2 separate regions of the Ovis aries genome follow, and region 1 is linked to region 2. Evidence: chromatin contacts called from public Hi-C data. All regions are on one chromosome and are shown on one strand. The core of a region is the stretch at or near the end of the contact, and the rest is flanking DNA. Distances in the headings are between cores, read along the strand shown.

Region 1 (6,175 bases), core at 3,302-5,801, 320 kb after region 2:
ATGGCAAACCCACTCCGGTATTCTTGCCTGGGAAATCCCATGGACAGAGGAGCGCGAAGAGCTGGACAGGACTGAGCAACTAAATAGACACGCATATGGGAAGTCTGCACATTTGTATATACCCATGAAAACTTCACTACCAATAAGAAAATGGACACATCAATCAAGCCCTCCTCTACAGATGTCTCACGCTTCTTTAGAATCCCTTCTTTCTGCCCTTTCTCATCACTTCTTTCCCCAGGCTACTGATCTGGTTTCCATCACTATAGATTAGTTTGCATTTTCTAGAACTGTGTAGAATTGGAATTATATGGCATAGACTTTTTTTTTTTTTTTTAAGTATGGCATCTTTCATTGGATATAATTATTCTCAGATTCCTTCTTGCTGTTGTGTGTAATTCATTGCTTTGTAGTGCCAAGTCTTCTTCCCTCATATGGATAGATCACACTTTATTTTTCCATTCATTTGTTAATTAACATTTGGGTTTCCAAGTTTGTTCTATTTCCAAGAAAGCTTCCATAAGCATTCAGGTGCAAGAGCTTCATTTCTCTTGGGTAAATATCTAAGAATGGAATAGCTTGCTCATATGGTGGGTTTAGGTTTAACTTTTTCTAAAGAAATTGCTGAACTGTTTGCCAATATGGTTGTACCGTTTTACATTACCTTCTGTAGGATATGGAAGTTCCAGTTGCTCCATATCTTCATACTTTAGAATAATCAATTTTAAAATAACAGCCTTTTATTTTATTTTCATTTCTCTAAGGATTCATGATTTTGAGCATTTTTATATGTTTATTTGTACCTGCGTATCTTCTTTTTCAAAATTTTTTGCCTATTTTTTGGAAGGGGATTATTTGTTTCCTCAACAGTGAGTTTTGAAATTTTTAAAAAATATATTCTGGATATAAGTCCTTTATCAGATAAATGATTTATAAAAATATATTCTCCTACTCTGTGGCTTACCTTTCCACTCACTTAATGATGTCTTTAGCAGAGCAACATTTTTAATTTTGATGAAATCTAATTTGTCACTTTGTTCTTTTATGAATAGTGATTTGGCTACTGTATCTAAGAAATCTTTGTGTAACTCAAGGTCATAGAGATTTTCTCCTATGTTTTTGTCTAGAAGTTTTATGGTTTTGTGTTTTACATTTGTGTTTATAATCAAGTTTGAGTATATCATTGTATGCAATGAGGAGGTATACACCGAAGTTTTTAAAAATATGGATATAAGCAGACAGAGTTAACTAGATTAGTGAAGAGATATATAATAAGAAAAAAGAAAATTTTAGCCATATTCTGATAAGGCTGAAGACAATAAAAAGAAGCAGCTGATGTGATGTTCAGAATGGTAAAATCATAGTGTTTCTTTCTTCTGCTGAATCTACAAAATGTGTATGCTTTTGGAGTGGCTTTGGGAATTTATAAGTATTTTAATTAATTGTACATAATTTATAAAGGAAGTCAAGGACAAATAATGGCAATGATGAAAAATTCAGCAACTCAGAGAAGTGTTTGCTCCCATTGAATCAGAGAGTGTGCAACAAATGAAAGAAGCCATGGGAACTCTAGGAGGATAGGCTATACCAAAGAAAGAAAGAAGAAAAGAAAAAGAAAGTGCTATGTTGGGGATTGAAAGTGTCCAAATCCAGGGACAAGTCATCCCTTGATGATTGGACTAGTGTCTTTGGCTGCTGAGTCATTATCAAAGGGACTGATCCAGGCTTGCAGAGGGTGAAATTTGAAAGAACAAGAGAGGCTGTGGGAAACCAGTAAGATTCTTTACCGAGCAATACAATACCTCCCATGCCTAGCATTTGAACACTACCTTACCAATGGCTCTTGGAATCTGGCATGAAGATAGAGCAATGACTTGGCTGAAACTAACCTAAAAGCACAACAAGCCAATATGGATTGATTAATATTAACTACTACAAGTCATTGTGATAGGTGCTATATGTGCTTTCCTGTCTGAAAACCTCCCAAAGATCACCCCAATGCTGTCTGTTATATCATTCCTACGAGAGTAATGACATTTCTTTACTTTTAGCTCCAGAAGGAAAGATGATTATTCATCTCTTGGATGGCATGTAGGAAAATATAAAAGAGCAGAGGAAAAAGACCTCAGTTGAACTATACTGGTCCTTTCTCTCTGGTCCTTGCCCTGTTCCTGAGATGAGGGTTGTTTTAGTAGCTACTTGAAGACCTGGGGGGAAAACCCTATTCATTCTAAAGGTGAGGAGTGTGTATGTGTGTGTGTGTGCTCCTGTGTGTGTGTGTCTGAGTATAGAAGGGCATGAGAATGGCTAATGTATGATAAATTGATTATAGCTAAAAACCTTTGCTGATAAATCTTGCCTTTTTTTGCAAGCTAATTACATAGGTCATTTCTACCAGTAATGAAAAGTCACCAACATTTATTGAACATCTAATACCCTAGATTTTCCTGGGCCTTTTATTTATGTCATCTCAATTATTCTTCATAATAGCCTGAGAGTCAGGTAGTATTAACATTGTCATTTTACAGTGAAAACCACAGAAAGCAAAAATTGAAAGTGTTAGTCGCTCAGTTGTGTCTGACTCTTTGCAACACCCCCATGGACTGTAGACTGCCAGGCTTCTTTGTCAATGGAATTTTCCAGATAAGAATACTGGAGTGGGTAACCATTCCTTTCTCCAAGGTATCTTTCCTGACCCAGGGATCAACCTGGGTCTCCTGCATTGTAGGCAGATTCTTTACCATCTGAGCCATCTGGGAAACCAGAAAACCACAGAAACTCCAAGCCATTCAATAACTCAATTGAGATCACATGTTAAAAACTACAAGAGAGACTTGAACCCAAGGTGACCTGACTCCAGAGCCTTGGCTTTCAAATATAAGTACTACTTTCCACAATCCAATGCAGGTAATATTCTGCAAAAACTCCACGGCAAGAAATTTAAATTATTTCAGTGTAATATAATTCAATTTCTTTTAAAAATTATTCGAACTTTTTGACAACTGGAAGCATATTCATTATGAAAATTTTACCACTATCATTTTATTTTGTAAGGGTTAAATTCTGTTCCTAAAAAAATAAAAAGTCAAAGGGAAAAAAATCCAAAAGATTATTTCTGACATCTACCTTTCACTGGTGAAAAAATAAAATAAAATCCTAGCTGGACCAAAGTAGCTTTATCTGAACCTGAAGATTCAATTGACCAATTGTGGATAAATGAATTAAAATTGAAATTAAAAAATTTTTGTGTGTCTAGGTTATTGGAAAGAATACTGCAGTAGGAACCAAGAGAACAAGGTCCCATTTCTGCCCCTGCCCTGAACACTGTACAATTTCTTATAGGTTACTCCCCATCCTGCAATCCTGTTTCCCATCTGTAAAATGAGGGTTGAAACTCCATAAGCTTTAGGATTCCTTCCAGCTTGGGCATTCAGTGACAAGGGACAAGCTCCTGTTGGTTTATTCTTTTATATATTTGCAGGAGAGAGGGCAGATTTTTCACGTCCTTCCCCAAACCTACCACTTCCAACAACTAAGATCAAATTTAGACTCTTTAAAGAAAGTAGAAATCTGTATCCAAAGGGCTCATTTATCCCCCCATCAACAAATGTCCGGGTTCCCAGGCTTCTCAGCTGACATTTCCAGGATGTATGTCTTTGCCTCTTCACAGCAATACCGTTTTGCACACATAGAGCAGTAGGGAGAAGATGGCTGCTGAGACACATGGCTGGACTATGGTCTGGAGACAGTGGTCCATACTTAGCTGTTTGTTGGCCAAACGGAATTTAAGAAACGGATAACTCGCCGGAGGCACAGTTCATCCTTCATGGTTCCTTTGACATCTTTGCTTAGCAATGGCATGTTCATTTCTTTGGGTACATTTTATTGAAAGAGTGTTGCGATTTTGTTTTTATTTCTTTCTCTGCCATTTGAGTGGTGATTTGATTATAAAGGCAATTGTGAGCAGACCTACATAAGAAAAGTAGGGAAAGGCACTCCGAACTCTGCAGTGTGCTTCAGTGCTAATGGCACCACTTGCCTTTCTCACTCCCTAAGCCCAGGGGAGGTAAATAGATATTAACCCTCATCTCTCCTTCCACACTGGTTGTGTGCTTTCCTTAGGGGTGAGATCTGGACCACTTGGTTGTGTATGTTTATGTCTAACAAAGGGTTGGAGAGAAAAAAGATATATTGGGAATTAAGCAACATAACATTTACACAACAACCATTTATGACTTTGGGGGGTCTAAAACAATGGAGAAAACTCAGTGCAAGGCTGAGGTTTCCACTGTAGGATTCCCAGGACCATTAATGAGAAGCGTGTGGCCGAGTCCTGTCACATCTGCTGAGGACTTAGTCCGAAGTGTTCTCATTATGCTAACCTGGGGAATTTCACAAACAGTGGCTTGAGCTTGGCATGCTTTTCTCTGGATGCCAAATGCTCACTCATTTCCTTTTTGTCCATTTTATTGCAGCATGCAGCTTTCTTTCTATCTTGTTTGATTTTTGGCTGATTATTTCTGAGTCACAACTGGGAAGGGCAAAGGGCAGACAAATAAAACAAGTTCACCGTGAGTATCAGCTTCATCAGACCACTGCCCCATGTACAATGTTGTCTTGAATGGGAAGACCCATTTAAATGGGGTTTTTATTGTATTAAAGATAAAAATTGCTATCATTTTCAACATCTAAACTAGATTTATCATGAGAACATGGCCCCCTGTTGGGGAGTTCATTGTAAGCAGGTATTAATATTAAGGGGAGTCCAAGGATGTGGCTTCACACACTGGATAAACTGCATTGTCTACACTCCAGGGATGAAGCACTGAATCACTCTCCTCACCCTCCTCTGCCAGGCTAGAGAGGCCCAAAGGATGGTGTGATGAGATGGCTTATCTAGGAACCATGTGCTTTGGAAACAAAGAGCACCATTTAGCAATTTCTCCTGCCCTTGAAGTCTGTATCTCTCATCGTTCTGATGCCTCAAGTTGCACTTTTCACGTGGGTACCCCTAGCCCAGTAACAAAGGGAAAGTCCCCATTCAATAGCATAGCAGGTTTCAGAGAATTTAATCACATCACAAACGTTGGAACCTGGCTCAAAAACAAGGAGAAAATACCTTCTCAGGATCTGAAGAGCTTTTCTTTTCTCCATTGAGTTCACCTCAGTTTCAGAAGTTATAGCCAAGGTTTTTCTTTGGCTTGGTTTTGTTTGGAGCATAAGTGAGGGCAATCATCAGACAACTCATTATTCAAATGCAAACCTGCTCAGTGATAGGGACTTTATTTGATTTGTTTCAAAACATCCTTTCAAATAGCAAGCATGAAATTCAGTTGAATGGTAAAAAGTCCACTTGCTCCTTTCTTTTTCCCTTAAAAAATGTCTTGACTTCATGATCTGTCTCAAAGTGAAAAAAAAACATAACACGTGGGAAAGATGCAAAGTTCTGAAAAGGAGCCAATGATAAGCCAAAACTTAAAAGAAAACCTTTTCAACTGCCCAGGAAACACAGAGATACTTGGTGACTCACCCATGAACTGAATCTCCAGAGTAAAGTGTCAGATCCAAGAACCGCATCTCTCACTTTCTGGAGGAAAAGAGTGTGGCTCTAAATATCCAAATGCTAGTTCACAGTATGAAAAGATAAAATATTCCCAATAAGAAGATCTACTAAACTTTTGGCAGCAAAGGTCCTTTTATTTTCAAGAACTATAAGAAGCTATTTTCAAATATAGTTTCTTTGTGTCAGATTGCAGTGGGAAAGAACTGAATATTGAAAATGGATATTCACCTTTCAGTTCAGTTCAGTTCAGTCACTCAGTTGTGTCTGACTCTTTGCAACCCCACGAATCACAGCACGCCAGGCCTCCCTGTCCATCACCAACTCCCGGAGTTCACTCAGACTCACGTCCATCAAGTCGGTGATGCCATCAAGCCATCTCATCCTCTGTCGTCCCCTTCTCCTTCTGCCCGCAATCCCTCCCAGCATCAGGGTCTTTTCCAATGAGTCAACTCTTCTCATGAGGTGGCCAAAGTATTGGAGTTTCAGCTTTAGCATCATTCCTTCCAAAGAAATCCCAGGGCTGATCTCCTTCAGAATGGACTGGTTGGATCTCCTTGCAGTCCAAGGGACTCTCAAGAGTCTTCTCCAACACTACAGTTCAAAAGCATCAAT
Region 2 (7,103 bases), core at 119-2,618:
GTTTTTTCCTTAATCATTTTAATTCTAGGGTCTGGGTTCCCTTGGTTCAGGTAAGGCACTTCCAATTACTCTTAAAACAGAGTAGTTGCACATAGGACAAGGCCTTGTGGGATATTCTGGTGGTTTAAAAACAAAAAACAAAAAACAAAAAAACAAAACAGGATGCTTAGGAATAAGAGTTTTAGATTAACTATTTCTGATCCTGTTGTGTTCTAGTGAATTTTGGAGGACTTTTTATTAAAAATTTACTTTATTGAAGTATAGTTGATGGACAATGTGTTAATTTCTACTATACAGCACAATGAAACATTTATACATATATATGCCTCCTTTTTCATATTCTTTTCCATTATGGTTTATCACAGGATATTGAATATAGTTCCCTATACTATACAGTAGGAACTTGTTGTTTATTCATTCTATAGAACAAGAGTTTGCATCTATTTATCCTAAACTAATCCATCCCTTGGAGAAATTTTCATGTTTCCCTCTTCCTCTCTATTAAGTTGTATTTATTCATTGATTTGACCAGCAAACAGCTTCCTAGTTCAGTTTAGAATGTGAAATGCTCATTCTTCCTTGTCCCAAATCTCTCTTCCTAACCCAGCGCCCAAGAGATGGGCAAGCTCCGGCTGTCCAGGAAACAGGCAGGGATTGCCAGTTCCCTATTCAACCCAAACCATTCGATGAGACTCCGGAAATCTCCCGGCAGCAAATACCACTCTGGATCCCGCCCACGTTTTCTGGATCCGGAGAGGCACTGCCTCTCGAGGGAGTCACCACTCCCCACGGAGGCAAGGTTTTCCTGCCTGGAGCCCAGAATAACACGTCAGCTGCTGAGAACACCTCGAATCTTATTGATTTCTCCCTCTAGTCACGTTTTCTGTTCGGTCTCCCAGACGGGGGGATGAACCAGAAATCATGCTTTTGGGGGAACAGATTTTTCATAGGAAGGAACTAAAACACCCTGAATCGTCAGCAGCCTAGTCAGTGCTGTGAACCCCCCAGCCTCGTGCCATTTCGACTGAATCAGATGACAAGGTCCCAGTCACCTGCTTGGGGCGTTCACGCCTCCTAGCGGGATTTTTTTTTTTTTTTTTTTAAACAGAATAACAGGAGAGCCAAAGCGTGAGCAGCAGCTAAAACAACAGAGCCATGAAAAAAAACCAGTCCCCTTTTCTAGGCCTGTCTCCTTGTTCCAGGAGTAGTGAGCAAAGAGACCAATTAATAGCATGGATGGAAGCCGAAGGACAGACGGTTTGCTTGAGAAGGAAAATGAACATTCTCGCTCCTTGATCTATGCCAACTTTGCACGGGGACAGCTGCTGCCACGGGTAAACTCCACTATAGGTTAGCCGTGCCGCAAGGTGTGTGTCACCGCGGTCCCAGGATGGCACAGGGACTCTGGTCTCTCCCTCGCTCGCACCGTTGAGCTCTTATCCTTAAACGAACTTGGTTTTTTGACCAGCTCACTAATTGTGATTGAAAACACCAGCTTTCCCAGCAAGGCACAAGCCCTGGAGTTTAGCAGCAGCAAGACAGGCCCTAATTGCTCCATTTACATAAAAGTAGAAACATACAACTTCTAAATATAGATCTCTGGCACATCGCGCCTTTTGCAATTACAGTAAAATAAGGTACCACAGTTTCCCTCCCGGCTCCTCGAAGCAAGCTGCTCCACCGGGTTCTCCAGGGGCCGCTCCTCCAGGCGAGAACAGAGCCCTGCAAAAGGCTCCAGCGAAGAGACGAGGAGCTTTGTGAAGGAGTCAGTAAATCAGGCCTCCTGCACTAGGTGAAAAGCGCGGTGGCAGCCGGCCATCGTGCCAGCGCAGTGGCGGGGAGGACCGGGCTCTGCGATCCGAAAGGGGACAGAGCTGGCGGGGCGGGAGCGCTCCCCGCGCGCCTCTGTCCGCCTGGGAGCCAGCCCGCAAGTCCCCTTCCTGGTCCCTGACATTGGCCGTGGCTTTCAGTCTTGGCAGTGATAACTGGGTTCAGAGATTCCCAGCTGCACTTACTGATCAGTGATTTCCCTCCCCCCTCCCTCTCTGAATTCTCTAGCTGCCAAAAGGGGGGAAAAATCAAGAGCTGCTCTTAAAAGAAGTTGCCCTTGCTGGTGCTCCGGGTAAAAATAGAGGCGGCCGCTGCGCAAGGCTTGGCCCAGACTCCAGCCCCGCGAGCCGAGCTCGAGCAGCGGCCGCGATCCGGCGTGATCCCCGGGAGCTGCCAGCAGGTGTTGCTCAAGGTACAGTAGCAGGCCGAGCAGCGGGACCGCAGGGCCGGGGTGGGGGAACTGGGGCGCGGGGGGAGGGGGCAGGAAGTGAAAGAGAAACCAAGTCGAGGAAGGAACTGGAGATGCTGCTCAGGAGCTGGGCGGACCAGCTCCTCCACTCCCCGGAGCCCTGGAGTCCGGCAGGGAAAAGATCATTCCCCCATCCGCAAGAGTCGACAGAAGTTATTTTAACCTGCCTGCTTCCTCTACCACCTCCACCTCATTTCCACTCAGTGAGGAGGCATTTCCCGCGTGGCTCAGCTCTGAGGTTGGGGATTCAGGTGGAGAATGATATCACAGCTGGTGGGCTGACCTAGGCAGGTGGGCACTTTGGTGGCATCCGTGGCCAACGCGATCTGAATCACCCGAGAGAGAGGGTGGCTTCTCTGGTAGGGGTGCTGCATATTCCTGTGACACATATGTTCAGAGAGAGGCACCAGGAAATTTTTATCACTCAGTATTTTCTGAGCACGTGCTTGATCCTGCAGTAGAGTAGGTGGATCCCACTTTACAGATGAGTACACTGAGGGCTGAGGTTATCTGGTTAGTAAGCTGTGGAACTGGGGTCTCATCCAGGTTGATTCGTGCCCCGAAACTCATAAACATGGTGCTATTTCCAGGACACCAGGGTTCCTGTGGGGCAGAGGGGTGAATTTAGATGCCCCCCCACCCCAACCCCTAGGTCTCATCCAAAAAGGATGGGGAAGTTCCTTTCTTATAGAGAGGTTGGATCCATCCAGTTCAAACCTGATGGGCAGCTTTGGAGTTAACTAACACTGATCCTGTTTCTATCTTTCCTTCTCAGATTCCTTCAGTTTCTCTACAACCTAACATTTTATTTCCTACTTCATTTCTGAATATGCAATTCTCAGACTACACTGCCCCACCCCAATACACAGTTCAGCACCTACACGTGCTCTGTGTTTAGCCAAGACAGACCCCTGGAGACAAACTTCTGGTGTCCTAAAGGAACCTGCTTAAACTGCACATCAGGAGACCAGAGTCTCTATATTTTGCTTGTGGGCACAGTGAAAAGTTTATTTTATGCATGTTAAATCCTGCATACAAAACAACATATCTGGTCATATGGCTTTCATTAGCTCCCAATTTTGCACATTTTATTCAACTTGTCATGAATACCCGACTTAGGCTTCAGCTATGCTTCTTCTAACAACCCTTCACCAGCATTCTTGTCTGAGAATTCCTTCCTCCTGTGTTATCCCTGACTAGCTAACACTGTCTCCTCCCTCCCCCATAACACCCTGACCAACTTCACTCCAGTTTCAAGAAATGTTCACTTTTTTTCTTTAATCTCATGTTGTATTTGTAACAATTTAGAAATCATAGGACTTGAAGTTCTGATAAAGAAGAATCATGTAGGAGATTCTTTTTCTTCTAGTTAGATTGGGATTCTAAAGGCTTGGGAAGCATACTTATAAAGTTCACTAGCAGAGAGTGACTATTTCCAAAGTTCTCAATGATAAATGATTTATAAAGCAGGTATTCAATTTCAAGATGTAAAATAATAGTGTAAGTCAGGAGAGGGAAGAACATCATCCCATAGGGATACATATTTCCCTTGGCTTTTTCTCAATAAAACATCTTATTTTTAAAAATTAAGTTTTTCAAGATGTTAAATAATGCTGTAAATCAGGGGAGAGGTGATCATCCCATATAGGTATACGTATTTTCTTATTTTTTTCCTCCCTGGAATATCTTATTTAAAAAAGTAAAATCAGAATCTCTAGGAAGAGCACTGTGAACTTTCTTCCCTGTAAGAAACAATAAAATACTTTGTAAATAGAGGCAACCTCATGAAGTAACAGATGCTTATGTGAAGATATAAAACTGAGCCAGAATATAAGAAGTGTGTGCTCAATCGGTCAAAGAAAAGTTGAAAGTTGGACCCTCAGTGAGACAGAGTTGTTGGATTCCAGGATTGTTCTAAAGGGGAGTCCAGTCAGTCAGACATTTCACTGGCTTACTGATTGCCCAGTAGTGTTACTGAAGCCAAGAAAGGCTTTCCATTAGATAATGAGTTATGAAATATGTCTCACACTGGAAAAACCAGTCATCTGCTGATGTCATGCTGATTTTAACCAATCCCAAACAAAGCCCCAGCCCTCCTCTGCTTGACTGGTACCAATGTGTGACTGTACAAATAAGTAGTACAGTATAAAACTCCTCAGTGCCAATACCATGAAGAGGAACCCGGACAGCTCTTACTACATGAGACAAGAGTCTGCTGGTGAAAGAGAGGACCGGAAAGGTAATGCTTTTTAACTTAACTTCTGAGCTCTTTCCACATTCCTAGGCAGGATGGTGAGCAGGACTTTTACAACTTCTTGGCACTTCCATGCAGATTGTGATCTGTACCTTTTTATGTGTTCAAGCAAGTGAATAGTGTTTTTAACAGTAGAGCATGCAGATAGATTATGTGTTTCTACAACCCAATTCAGCATCTCTAGGCAAGGACTTGTGTCAAAGAGAAAACTAATTTTTAAGTTATATTCACAAATAGTAAATTCAGGGAGTACACACAAACTCACGTACAGAGAGGGTCCTGATGATGAGTTACATGTATCTAAATGCAGGTATTGGGACTCTCAAGTTGTTTGGAGTCATTAAACTTTGAGTTCTATTTCAACCTCTCTTGTAAAACTTAATTGGACTGCAAAATGCTTTGGGTACTGCATATGGGATGCTAAATAGGTAGATTATGTTATAAATCTTCAGTTTCAAAGATATTTTATTAAGCAGTTATTAACACCAATGCCACCCTTTCCCCATTCTCTTCCACCATCCCCCACTAGAAAAAAATTAGACTCTTCAAGGAATGTTGACAAAATCTGAACAGTAATAGCAGGGTAACTGATGTTCCTGGAGGTAAAAATCCTAAAAGTGGCTGGTCACAGAGAAAGTCTCACAGGCAGATGCTTTAGAAAATGGGGATGAGGTACCAATTCAGAAAAGCTTTGTTACCTGTGCAAACTGTAATTTTAACACACTGGTCTCACCCTCCTCCCCTCGCCCTCAATTCTTATGCTTCTAATAATGTTATTTATTAACTTTTCCCAACCAAAGTGCATTGCTTGACTATAATGCTCTGAACACACTAGGTGTCAGATATAAGCTGACTGTATCTACAGAAACTGAGAGGGCTTGCTTATGTGTGGGAAAGAAACTGGGAGGGAAGGAAAGCTTTAACAGATGGACCTCTTAAAGATACTTCTGCAAGATAAAAGCAATAAGACAGAAAAATGAAAAAAAGGAGGGGGACGGGGGGAGGAGAATAAAAAAAAACTCAGAGAGGCATTGTTTAAAAATTCACATTTTTCTTTTTCTGTGAACACTGAAATCCATGATGATTTCATCTGTGCTGTTCCTTTGAGAGAAAAAGAAGCCAGTCTGTTGACTGGTCCGGGATGCGGATAGGGGGCAGGCTGAACAAACTACCCCATGACAGAGAAAATTATTTACCAGTATATTTTAGAGATTCTTCCCCTGCTAGGACCAGTTATTCAAGTCATAGGAGCTCACTGTTTGTATACAATAATGTGGGAAAGGCCAGCAGAATTCTGCATTTTACCTGTGAAGACAGAGCCAGTGGTGGTGAGCTGTCATCTGTGAGTGTGTGTGCCGGGCAGGAAGGATGGCCGCTAAAGACGGGACAGAGCTCACTTCACTTGACACAAGTGTGTAACCTGCTGCCTGCCTGTGGATCTTTCAATGCCCCGCTGCCTTTTGCAGTTGGAAAAAGTAGAGTGTATTATATGACCCCAAACAAAAGTTCTGTTTGCACTCCCCTCTGATCGCCTGCCAGTGTTGATGGCCCTGAACATTGAAATATGAATGAATGGGGGAAAGGACGGTCTGCAGGATTCCCTCCAGGCTAGAACAGTCAGCTGATCCCAGGGACACAGTGGCCCCTCTTCTTGACCTTCACCACCTGCCTGCCCACCTCTGGGCACCCTGAGCCTCACCTTCCAGGCAGTGGCCAGGCAGGGTGGAGGGGTACTGGGGCAGGCTGTTTCAGTCTGGTCCTCCCTGTTGATGGAGACAGGGCGTTGCTTGGGGCTTTGCTCGTCCCTCCAAAAGAGGAAGAAGGTGAAGCAAGGGGCCTGGGCAGAGAAAGAAATAGAGTGAGGGGGAAATGAAGAAGTAGTAGAACCGAATCAGGAGAATTTCCTTCCGAAGGGAAAGTAGAACTCCAGAGAATGGTGATATTTGAAGAGAGGTGTGTGTGTAAGGGAGCAGAAGGCAGGCAGCCTGTCAGAAAGAGCTGTCCCTCCCCTTCCTAATCACAGCCTTTACTCACAGACAAACTCCCTCCCTCTCCCATTCACTCACTCACTTAGGGCCAATCGCTCTGTCTCTCTGTCTCCCTCTCTCTCTCCCCCTCTCTCTTTCTCTCTCCCTCTCTCCCTCCCTCCCTCTCCCCCTTCTCTCCCTCTCTCTTCTCTCTCCCTGTCTCTCTTTCCCTCCCGTCCTCTCTCTGTCTCTGTCTCCCCCCCCCCCCACCCTGTCTCTCCCTCCCTTCCTCCTTCCCTCCCTCCCTCCCTCTCTCTTACTCGGAGACAGTCAGAACTCTCCTCCCTGACAGCCACAAACCTACAGCACTGACTGCATTCAGAGAGGGAACCTGCAAACAAAACTTCACAGAAAACTTTTTGTTCTTGTTCCAGAGAATTGACTGAAGAGGAGAAAGGAAAAAAAAAAAAAAAAGAAAGAAAGAAAAAAAAAAACCAAAAAGAAAGAAAAAAAAAAAAAACACCCTGTGCGTGAGGGGGGAGGAAAAGCAGAGCCTTTTAAAAGGGCAACACAACAACTTTTG

The links. A called contact is a pair of places that touch in the nucleus more often than the background predicts.
Region 1: a Hi-C map of liver shows a contact between it and region 2, with 6 times the contacts expected there. The contact joins two enhancer-like sites. A contact is called at or near these places in 3 of 16 Hi-C or Micro-C datasets (liver, mixed tissues and skin fibroblasts).

What each region holds. Positions count from the first base shown.
Region 1 is chr4:81,267,235-81,273,409 of ARS-UI_Ramb_v3.0, forward strand. No RefSeq gene overlaps it. Among named protein-coding and RNA genes, the nearest start is that of INHBA, 310 kb to the left of the region's middle. Within about 2 kb of position 4,552, at least 1 of the 54 cell types and tissues checked has an H3K27ac peak or open chromatin away from gene starts, as enhancers often do. A contact at or near this core is called in liver, where this site is marked.
Region 2 is chr4:80,955,138-80,962,240 of ARS-UI_Ramb_v3.0, forward strand. It overlaps a transcript of INHBA not described here. Among named protein-coding and RNA genes, the nearest start is that of INHBA, 3.6 kb to the right of the region's middle. Within about 2 kb of position 1,369, at least 1 of the 54 cell types and tissues checked has an H3K27ac peak or open chromatin away from gene starts, as enhancers often do. A contact at or near this core is called in liver, where this site is marked.